Regions from separate parts of the Ovis aries genome. Here region 2 is linked to region 1. A link is a contact called in public Hi-C data. All regions are on one chromosome and are shown on one strand. The core of a region is the stretch at or near the end of the contact, and the rest is flanking DNA. Distances in the headings are between cores, read along the strand shown. Region 1 overlaps MINK1 (misshapen like kinase 1). Region 2 holds the start of MED11 (mediator complex subunit 11).

Region 1 (5,577 bases), core at 2,561-5,060:
CCCCTCTCCCTTTCCTGTGGGGCCTGCTGATTTTTAGACCTATTTAAGGGTTTTGTTTTGTTTAGTAACTTAAGTTGGAGCTAAGTAATTGAACATAGAACCAGGGAATTATTGGTTTGGCTAGCCCAGGCCCCTTCAGAGCAGGTGGAAGGACTCTCTCTGTAGCTTCTGTCAAGGCTCCCGCAAACCTGGCCATTTCTGGAATGTTCTTTCAGGCTGCTGCTTGCAAAGCCCTGGGCTAGGTGCTGGACAGGCAAGTAAGCAGGGAGGATTCAGTCCCTTCCTTCCAGGATTTACAGACAAGTCGGTGCACAGTCACGGCGTGTGGAGGCACGGGCTCTGACGAGGATGTCCGGGAACCAGGCTACATTTCCGGTCCTCCCCGGACGTTCCTGAGGCGGGGGTCTCCCTGGTCTTCAGCCCATCCAGGTTACCTTCCACGTCCCCTTGCTGCAGTGGGTGAAGGAGGAGGTGTTCTTTTGGTTTGTTTGGTTTGGGGAGTTTCTTTGGTTATTTTTACAGAAATCCTATCTTGGTTTTCAAAATCAGAGAGAAAGTTTTATATGATATACTTTGAGGATTGTCGGCAACGAGGCTCAAGTGTCGGCTGGGGAGTTTGTTTCCTGAGTGGCACGTGCCTCCCCTCCATCCTGCAGGTGGGGGAGAGCCTGCCTGTGGCCTCAGGCGCCCCTGGCAGGCCTTGGCCTGCAACTCCACCTCCCAATCCCTCTCTCTCAGAAAGGAGCCCTGCCCAGAGGGTGCCGGTGGCCTCCCTGCAGCTGTGCTGCTCAGCACAGCAGGCCATGAGCCTCTTCGGAGGCGTTTGTCCGAGCCCTGCAGGCCCTCGCCCCTCCTCTCCTGGTACCACTTGGCTCCAAACAAGGGGAACTGAAAGTTCTCCCTTCACACCGCCTCTCCCTGCTCTCCATCCCCCCATCCCCTCTGGATCCCTGTACCCCACCAAATGCTGGGAGCCCTGGGCTCAGGACTGGGAAAGGGGAGAAGGCTGGCTTGTGTGCTCTGGCTCCTCCTAACTTTCTTCATCCCTGCTTTTACTTTCACTGCGCACACGCCTGTGCCAGGCACTGACTTAATAAGCATTTTGTGGGTGTTGCCCCATTTGAAGTTGCCACCAGCCCAGAGGTGGGTACTCAGGTGTCCCCTCGTGCGGATGAGGCCACAGGCTTTCAGAGATCGTCACTGAGTCTGAAAGCAGCAGCCTGTCTAAATAGCCAGCGGGGATCTGCCCCCTGTTTTCTCTCCCCTTCTTCTGGCTTTCCCCTCCCCAAACATAAACTCTGACCCAGTCTCGGAAAAGGGCAGGTCTCCATCAGCCCCCCAGCAGCCCCATCAACACAGTCATTCTCAACTCCTGTCGAACAGCTTTCCCCGCCTCTAGCTCGGGTTCCTGTTCTGAAGTGCTGATACCTCATTCTCTCTCTCCCCCTGTCCCCTCAGGACCCTGCAGGCATCTTCGAGCTGGTAGAGGTGGTTGGCAATGGCACCTACGGACAGGTGTACAAGGTGAGGCTCTGGGTGTGGTGGGAGGGGCCCTCTCCTATGGGCCTCTGTGGAGTGGGCTGTGGTCTGGAGATTTGACAGGGCCTGGAGGGATTACAGGGGCCGGGGGCCCTGGGAAAGGAGGGGGCCCAGGGAGGGAGAGGAAAGGGATAAAGTCAGGAGGAAAGGAAGCAGCGAGAGGCGGGTGTTTTCGCTGGCCTCTACCTCTGAGCTTAGAGCCAGCCCTGGGTGTGGCAAGAACAGTCTGGAGCTGGGTGGGGTGAGGAACAGGGACACGCGGGGCAATGGGAAGGGCATGGGGACATGTGTGACTGAGCTCAGAAGTACAGGTGTGGCGTCTCCTGAGTCCACAGGAGACCCAGGGCTTGGGGACGGTGGGACCTAGAGGGGCACCCTCAGCAGAGGGGACCCACTTTCTTGAGCCCCCCTGACCGGCCTGCAGCAGGACTGGGACCAGGGCGCAGGCCTTCTGCTTTTGAGGCTGCCTCTCTCCTCCGCCTCCACAGCAGTGGCGTTTCCTCAACCACAGACTGTGGCTTTTGGCCTGGCCAGTCTGGCCCTTCACGTGGTCTACCCGCCGGTCACACTCCACGGGGGAGGCAGCCCCATCAGAGAGGTGGTACTCAAGGTGGATGCTGCCCCCAAGTGTGCGCCTGGCTGCTTCGGCTCTAGATATGGCACTCAGCCTCTTCACGAGTCTCCTGTGTCTCAGGGGCCAGGGTTTCCTGGGTCACTGGGGCTACCCACCTGTCTCTTACCCTTCTTCTCTGTAAGCTTTGGAAAGCAGGTGCACCCCCCCACCCCAGTCACCCCATCTCTTGCCTAGTTGTTGCCATGGAAATAGCAGCTCTGTGTTCTACTGCTTCTCTGGGCTTGGGGGTCGTGAAAAACTGCTGGGGATAAAAATAATCCCTGGGCTGGCAGTCCCCCCACAACACACACCTTTCTCCTCCCCAGGAAGCCTTAGACTTTCCTACTGGAGCCTGAGATGACTCCTGCTAGGAATTTTGGAAGGATAAGGGAGGCAGAAGGGGAATGGCAGGGACACACTCTAGAAGAAGTTTCTTCCCATTAGCACTGGTGGTGGGGTTTCCACATAGCAGTCAGCCCTCCCATGTTTCTCTAAGTTTCCTAAAATCTCAGCCCTGTCTACTCTCTCCTGTTAACAGTAATAAAAAGCCCTGTGTATGTGTCTGGGGGTGGGGGTGATTCTGGGAAAGACCTCCTGTCCAGAGAGGTGAATCAGGAGAGGACTCAGGCAGTCTGTCTTGCATAGAAGATGCTGGAGAGCCAAAGCCCTCCTCCCCCAGCCACTTCTCCCAGCTCCATGCCGCTCCATCTGAGGATGGAGAGGGAGCCCTCACTCGCTGCTCTAACTTTCAGACAAGGCTGTCTAAGGCAGAGAGGCTGGGACAAAGCACAAGTGTCTCTCCCTCATCCCTCTTGAGTGTTTCAGGAGAGGAGACCCTTCATCTTTATCCAGCTTAGCACTTGGAATCCAGGCGCGGTGATTTTCCTATAACCGACTCATAAACTGAGGTGTCTAGCCAGGGGCATTTTCTAAGAAAGAAAGCAGCCAAAAATTGTGGCCTCTCCCAGAATTAAGCCCCTCCCGAGTGCAGACTTGACCACCCCCATGCCTGGCTCTTCGTTCTACAGGGTCGGCATGTCAAGACTGGGCAGCTGGCTGCCATCAAAGTCATGGACGTCACGGAGGTAAGGCGCGTATAGGGCAGGGGAGGGTCGGGGTGTTGAGAGGGGGGCTTGCGGGGGTGACTCTCAGGGTTCACCTCTCCCTATTCACGTAGGATGAGGAGGAAGAGATCAAACAGGAGATCAACATGTTGAAAAAATACTCTCACCACCGCAACATCGCCACCTACTACGGGGCCTTCATCAAGAAGAGCCCCCCAGGGAACGACGACCAGCTCTGGGTGAGGGGCGCCCCTGGCCTGCCCCAGTTAATGCATCTGTTCTCCTGCCTCTGAGCACAGCTCCTGGGAAAGCAGCACATCTAATATGTGTGGGTTTTGGCTAGACTCGGGCCCCTCCCAGCAGCGCACAAGCCTCTCTGGGCGATTACTCTCCAATTACTCGGCCACAGCTCGCTTAGCTCTTTGGGGCCTCCCCCAAATTCCCTCCAGGCTCGGAACATTCCTAAGAGTCATCGCCTTTCCCTGCCTGGGCGCTGTTGCCCGCTAATTCCCCAGCCTCACCCTTTCTTGGGCTCAGCCCAGCCCGGAGGAGAGGGCAGCAGGGAACACAGCCATGGCTGGGGAACTGGCCCCCAGATCAGGTCCCCCTCCCAGCAGTTGCTAGACAAGTGCTTACTGAGCGTCCTCTGTGTACCCTGCACAGATAATCATGAGTTGTGGTCCCTGCCTCCAAGGCACTTAGTCTTTTTGGGTGGGGAGAGACACACGTAGAGAAAGGCAACCAGCTGTGTGTAGTGGGAGATTATTAAGGGCTAGAAGCTGAGCGCTAGTGACCCAGCGCCCCCTTGTGGACCCCATCCTCCCCTCCAGCTATGGGAGGGGCACCCCAGATGTGCAAATTATCTCTTTGGCGCATGCAAATATAGGTACCTCGGGCTGCCTTTTTTTGGCATGGGATGCAGCTTGTAGGAAACATACAGTGAAAACATTTGGACAGGCGTACTGCTCCCCTGGGGATTTGTTTGGCCTCTGCTTTGGGTCCCTGGAGGTGGGAAGCATACAGTGAAAACATTTGGACGGGCATACTGGTCCCTCAGGATTTGTTTGGCCTCTGCTCCGAGTCCCTAGAGGTGCCGGCCAGCCGGAGTTCTTCTCATCTTCCGGCCTCTGCCTGGCCTGTTTACAGACTGTGCTGAAGCCTCAGATTCCCTTCTGCAGCTCTCTGGTAGCCCCTGGGCTCTGTCTTGGCTCTCTAGCAGACCTTGGGACTTGCTGACTCTTGAGTCCCTTTTTTGTCTCTCTCAAGGGTTGGCCAGCCTTTCCTTTGAAGGGCCAGACAGTAAATATTTGGGGCTCTGTGGGTCATAAGCTTCTAACAACTACTCAGCTCAGCCATAGACAATGCAGAGATGAAAACAGGAATGTCCCTTGACTCCAAAGAGCTTTATTTAAGACGCTAAGATGTCAGTTTCATGTGATTCTTCTTTGATTTTTATTTCAGCCATTTAAAAATATAAAAATGCTCAGCCTCTTGGCCGTAGATTGCCGGGCCCCTGCTCTGGAGCGCTGGTTCTCTGCTCGCTGTTGGGCTTTGTGGGTCCCAGTGAGGATCTGCTGGTAGCTTTGGCCCCTTCCCCAGGAAAAGTGCACAAACCTGTGTCATTCTCGCTGCAAGTTCAGGGATTCCCTGGGGTCCTCTTCTGGCCCAGACCATCACCTCCCTCAGCCCACCTGCCCTGTGTCTCCCAGCTGTGTCTCCTTCCCCTTTCTCTCCTAATCTTACCAAGTTCTGTGGCTTTCACTAGGGGCCTCGTGGCCCCTGCTCTCCAGCTCATACCAATTCTGACCCGAGGGCTCCAGTCCTGCCCCAGGGGCCCGGCACGGGAAGGAGGCCTTGCCTGACAGATACGTTTCCCTCCGGTGCCTCCCTGGGACCATAGCTGGTGATGGAGTTCTGTGGTGCTGGTTCTGTAACGGACTTGGTGAAGAACACAAAAGGGAACGCCCTGAAGGAGGACTGTATAGCCTACATCTGCAGGGAGATTCTCCGGGTGAGCGCCAGGTCCCTCCCTGCCTCCTCCTCCCATCTCCCTGGAAGCGGGCCTTCCCTGCACTCACAGGGAAGGAGCTGGAACTGTGTCCCCTTGAAGGAACAGATGGCCTGATGCGAGTGCGTGTGGAGAACCCTCAGAGGGACCCCGTGCCTCTGTTTCCCAGCCCTGCCCTTTCTTGAGGCCGTGCAGCTGGATCCTCCAGTCTGAGGACACTCCCCTCAAAGCTGAGCCTTTACCTGGGCTCCTGGCTCCCAGGTGGAGAGGGACAGCTCCCCCAGCCCAGCCCAGCCAGGTGCCTCCCCAGCCCCTCGACTCACATCCTTGTCCTCTAACACCAAGAATACTTC
Region 2 (5,341 bases), core at 1,855-4,354, 120 kb before region 1:
AAGGAGAAAACTAAAGATATACTCATTTGAATGCAGAGTTCCAAAGAACAGCAAGGAGAGATAAGAAAGCCTTCCTCAGTGATCAAGGCAAAAAAAAAAAAATAGAGGAATACAATAGAATGGGAAAAACTAGAGATCTCTTCAAGAAAATTAGAGATTCCAAGGGGATATTTCATGCAAAGATGGGCACAATAAAGGACAGAAACAGTATGGACCTAACAGAAGCAGACAATATTAAGAAGAGGTGGCAAGAATGCACTGAAGAACTGTACAAAAAAGATCTTCATGACCCAGATAACCACAATGGTGTCATCATTCACCTAGAGCCAGACATCCTATAATGTGAAGTCAAGTGGGCCTTAGGAAGCATCACTATGAACAAAGCTAGTGAAGGTGATGGCATTCCAGTTGAGCTATTTGAAATCCTAAAAGATGATGCTGTGAAAGTGCTGCATTCAATATGCCAGCAAATTTGGAAAACTCAGCAGTGGCCACAGGACTGGAAAAGGTCAGTTTTCATTCCAATCCCAAAGAAAGGCAATGCCAAAGAATACTCAAACTACTGAACAATTGCACTCATCTCACACGCTGGCAAAGTAATGTTCAAAATTCTCCAAGCCAGGCTTCAACAATACATGAACCGTGAACTTTCAGATGTTCAAGCTGGATTTTAAAAAGGGAAGAGAAACCAGAGATCAAATTGCCAACATCCAATGGATCATCAAAAAGCAAGAGAGTTCCAGAAAAAAATCTATTTCTGCTTTACTGATTATGCCAAAGCCAAAGTTTATTGTGGATCACAACGAACTGTGAAAAATTCTTCAAGAGATGGGAAATATCAGACCTCCTTATCTGCCTCCTGAAAAAATCTGTATGCAGGTCAAGAAATGAGTTACAACTGGTCATGGAACAACAGACTGGTTCCAAATTGGGAAAGCAGTAAGTCAAGGCTTTATATTGTCACCCTGTTTATTTAACTTATATGCAGAGTACATCATGAGAAATGCTGGACTGGATGAAGCCCAAGCTAGAATGAAGATTGCTGGGAGAAATATCAATAACCTCAGATATGCAGATGACACCACACTGATGGCAGAAAGCAAAAAAGAACTAAAGAGCCTCTTGATGAAAGTGAAAGAGAAGAGTGAAAAAGTTGGCTTAAAACTCAACATTCAGAAAACTAAGATAATGGCATCTGGTCCCATCACTCCATGGCAAATAGATGGGAAAACAATGGATACAGTCGCAGACTTTATTTTTGGGGGCTCCAAAATCACTGTAGATGGTGACTGAAGCCATGAAATTAAAAGACACTTGCTCCTTGGAAAAAAAAAACTATGACCAGCCTTAACAGCTTATTAAAAAGCAGAGACATTACTTTGCCAATGAAGGTCTGTCTAGTCAAAGCTATGGTTTTTCCAATAGTCATCTATGGATGTGAGAGTTGGACTATAAAGAAAGCTGAATACAGAATTGATGCTTTTGAACTGTGGTGTCAGAGAAGACTCTTGAGAGTCCCTTGGACACCAAGGAGATCCAACCAGTCCATCCTAAAGGAAATCAGTACTGAATATTCATTGGAAGCACTGATGCTGAAGCTGAAACTCCAATACTTTGGCCGCCTGATGTGAAGAACTGACTCACTGGAAAAGACCCTGACACTGGGAAAGACTGAAGGCAGAAGAAGGGGACGATAGAAGATGAGATGGTTGGATGGCATCACCGACTAAACAGACATGAGTTTGAGTAAACTCCGGGAGTTGGTGATGGACAGAGAGGCCTGGCGCACTGCAGTCGATGGGGTGGAAGAGCTGGACAGGACTGAGCAACTGAACTGACTGACAGCCCAGCTGTACTGTAATCCCATTGATTTAGGGGTAAATTAAGTTGCTTCTAAGCTTTCTTCACTGCTGGTTTAGTTAACCATATGACCTTCTGTTTTCCAGTTTCTATTGAAAGTTTTGCTATTATTAACTCCTTTCCTTGACCCCTTCCTTAAATCCCCTTATTGTTATCTTCTTAGGATTTAGAAAAAGAGTGAAGTTAAATGCTAGATACCTCAAATTTAACTAAAACCCTCCACTCGCTTGCTAACCCTGGGCAAACTGGCTTCATTCTCAACCTTCCATAAACTGTCAAGATTGATCTTTCCTGAAAGATATAGCTGGTCAGAATCCACTTCTTGAAAACCTTTCAACCGTTCCCAAATGCCTTCAAAATAAAGTTCAAATTCCTTAGCTTGCAAGCCATTTTCTGGTCTGGCTCCCCACTGCGGTCTCCCCAGTCACACCTAGCCACCAACCACACTGCGTTCACTCCAGTCAAACTTATTGGACTTCCAATCTGTCGGCCCCTCACAACACTAAGCGCTTGCTGTGCCCTTCCCTTTTCCACTCCAACCTCTCAGTCACCTGGTTAACCCCCAGATTCAGTTCAAGCAACATTTCCTCCTGGAATCCTTTCTCCATTCCTAGAGATACACCCTGGGCGTATCCCTAATAAAGCACCTATCCACTCTCACGTGAGTCCACCTCACTCACCTTTGTATCCCCAGAGGCAACCACATAATAAGCAATCAGAGAGGGAAACGGCTGACAGGAGCAAGCGCCTCAGAATATATTGACAGTCCGTGTTTTAGCGCAGCTCCCGGTCAGAGGGAAGCGCTACGGCGAATAATGTCACACTCACCAAGTCGTTTTCCCAGGGCCCCGATAGGTGGCGGAGTGGGATAGGCAGACAGAGGGTCCATGGCTGTCCAGTCTGTAATACCCCAAAGGTCCTACCATCATCACCCAGCACCCCGAAGACGCTCAAGAAATTCTTGTAGAAGAAATTAAACAGACCACAACAGTGTCGTGAAGGTGGACAGGTCTGAATGGCCTTAGACTGGAGAAATTTTCGATACTCCGTCTTACCACAGGTGGTCACGCGGTGGGGTCTCGCAGCGGGCATGCGCACGAGACCCTGGGAGTTGTAGTTCACCCGGTGAAACCGGAAGGGAAAGACCACGCTGAGCATCCTGGGAACTGTGGTGTTGGCTAAGGTGCGCCCTCTGCGCAGGCGCAAACCGACAGTTACTTCCGGGCGTTTTTCCGTAGTATTTAGCAAAAGAAAACCCGAGGGTAACGATGGCTACCTACAGCCTGGCGAACGAGCGACTACGCGCCCTGGAAGACATCGAAAGAGAAATTGGAGCCATTCTTCAGAATGCAGGTTCGGGATACGAAGACGAGAGGGGCGCGACCGCTTGCACATGCGCGGACCAAGTTGGGTTGGAAGGGATCCTAACTGGGTTTAGGGGTGGGTGGGGCTGGCCCTGGGGCGGGGCTATACTGGCGGTCTTCGGATAGCCCCGCCCGCTCTCCGCTCCGGCAGGTACCGTGATCTTGGAACTGTCCAAGGAAAAAACCAACGAGAGGCTCTTAGACCGACAGGCAGCGGCCTTCACCGCGTCGGTGCAGCACGTGGAAGCAGAGCTGTCGGCTCAGATTCGCTATCTCACTCAGGTGTGTGTGGTGGAACGTGCTACGCTCCCACCCCAGCTCTCTGCCTCAGCCTTATTCTTCAAGAGTCCGGGGCACAGCTTTGGACCCCCGGAGCCAAGCAAAACCAGCCCTACCCAGCAAGCCCGTCGATCCTGGCAGCATCCTTCCCTTCCAGGACAGGTTTCCTGTGTCACTGAGTTGCATCACATGAGCCAGTGGGTGGGAAAGCCCTGGGAGAGGGCATCTAAACAATAGGAAAGCTATAGGATTTGCCCGTAGACATTTGACCTGACCTCAAGTGTACAGCGCTCCAGACAGCTACCTCACGAGAAAAGGAACAGGACTGAAAGGGCTCTGAGGTTATTACAACAGGAAGCACCATTTACTAAACGTGTACAGTGTGCTAGACATTCTGCATTATCTAATCCTATAACAACTCTGAAAAGTGAAACTGTTAGTCTCTCAGCCGTGTCCGACTCTCTGTGACCCTGTGGACTGTAGCCCGCCAGGCTCCTCTGTCCATGGAATTTCTCAGGCAAGAATACTGGAATGGGTAGCCATTCCATTCTCCAGGGGATCTTCCCGACCCAGGGATTGAACCCGGGTCTCCTGCATTGCAAGCAGATTCTTTACCATGTGAGCCATCAGGGAAGCCCATAACAACTCTAGGAAGTAGTTACAGTCATCCCCACTTTACAGAGGTTTTTAATAGAAGTTCATTGATGTGCTCTAGGTAATCCAGCTAACCATCTGGCATAGCAAATTCAAACTCAGGGAAGAAATGAGGCAAAAGACCTGATGACTTGTTGGGGAGATGGGTGAGGGAAGGGGTGCTTCACTGATCAATCTGAATGTCCTATAGGTGGCCACAGGGCAGCCCCACGAGGGCTCCAGCTACTCTTCAAGGAAGGACTGTCAAATGGCCCTGAAGCGAGTGGACTATGCTCGCCTCAAGCTCAGTGAGGTGGCCCGAACCTGTGAGCAGATGCTGGAGAACTAGGCCAAACAGGTGAACAGCTTGGAGGGAGAGCTCCACATATACCCCAGAACCGAATCTGGAGAATGTGGGCTACCCTGTACCTGCCGTACTGGTCAGAGGCCATGAGGACAAGGGTGCAGAAGGTGGGAAGGAAGACACTTAAGAGACCAAGCCTGTGCACAGCTGTGCCCTGGCTCCTCCAGCAGGTTGCTCCTGCCATGCACTTCACTGAGTACGGACAAGCTCAGACAGAAGGTGGAGACTTAGACACCCAACCCACTTCCTCATGTCCCTGCCCTAGGCTTCCCGCAGACTTGGACCAAGGAAGACACATTTTTGGTTCACTGAAAAAGACAAAATGAGAACGAAGGGTTTTGCTAATAAAAATAATAACACTAAAACAAGGAGCTTAGACTCTAATTGGGCATATATGGTGATGTAAGGGGTTGAGGAAGTAAAACCAGGCTGCATGGCAGCTGCTGAGGAGGGAGGGTGGAAAAGCCCAGGCCTTTACTGTGGGTTCAGGGCGTGAAGCAGGAGAGGGTAGAAGCTAGGGAGGAACACTGGTGTGGTGTGACGTGACAAGAGCAAAATATACGGGTCATGGGACATGGAGGCTGGTGGGGGTTGGGAGGAGATGTTGAGGGGGAAGATGCTAGGTGGCCATCAGCAGAGAAGCTGAAGCCAAGAACCAGGCATGATTAGGGGGCAAGGGCATAAGACCCATGTCTGCAGAAAGAAGAGCCAAAAATTATAAAAATAAGTTTTAGTAGTTAAAAAATATGGAATTTATACAAGACATAAACAGTAAATTTTATATCACAGTATAGGAGAAATCCAAAATAAAAGAGGAAAGGTCTAAGGGAGGTCCGTGGCT

What was found. Hi-C and Micro-C count contacts between places; a contact is called where the count stands out from the background.
Region 2: a contact with region 1 is called in a Hi-C map of hypothalamus, with 4 times the contacts expected there. The contact joins the promoter of MED11 here to the enhancer-like site in region 1. A contact is called at or near these places in 7 of 16 Hi-C or Micro-C datasets (blood, hypothalamus, mesenteric adipose tissue and 3 more).

Annotation. Positions count from the first base shown.
Region 1 is chr11:26,380,589-26,386,165 of ARS-UI_Ramb_v3.0, reverse strand. It overlaps MINK1 (misshapen like kinase 1), which reads left to right. Exons shown (of 32, transcript XM_060395345.1): 2 at 1,459-1,524; 3 at 3,181-3,237; 4 at 3,330-3,455; 5 at 5,117-5,227. Among named protein-coding and RNA genes, the nearest start is that of C11H17orf107, 15 kb to the right of the region's middle. Within about 2 kb of position 3,810, at least 11 of the 54 cell types and tissues checked have an H3K27ac peak or open chromatin away from gene starts, as enhancers often do. A contact at or near this core is called in hypothalamus, where this site is marked.
Region 2 is chr11:26,500,213-26,505,553 of ARS-UI_Ramb_v3.0, reverse strand. MED11 (mediator complex subunit 11) reads left to right here and starts at 3,104. Exons shown (of 2, transcript XM_060395382.1): 1 at 3,104-3,213; 2 at 3,376-5,341. The coding sequence starts at 3,129. The coding sequence ends at 3,740. PELP1 (proline, glutamate and leucine rich protein 1) reads right to left here and starts at 2,952. Exons shown (of 18, transcript XM_042255614.1): 1 at 2,916-2,952. CXCL16 (C-X-C motif chemokine ligand 16) reads right to left here. Exons shown (of 5, transcript XM_015098600.3): 5 at 5,216-5,341.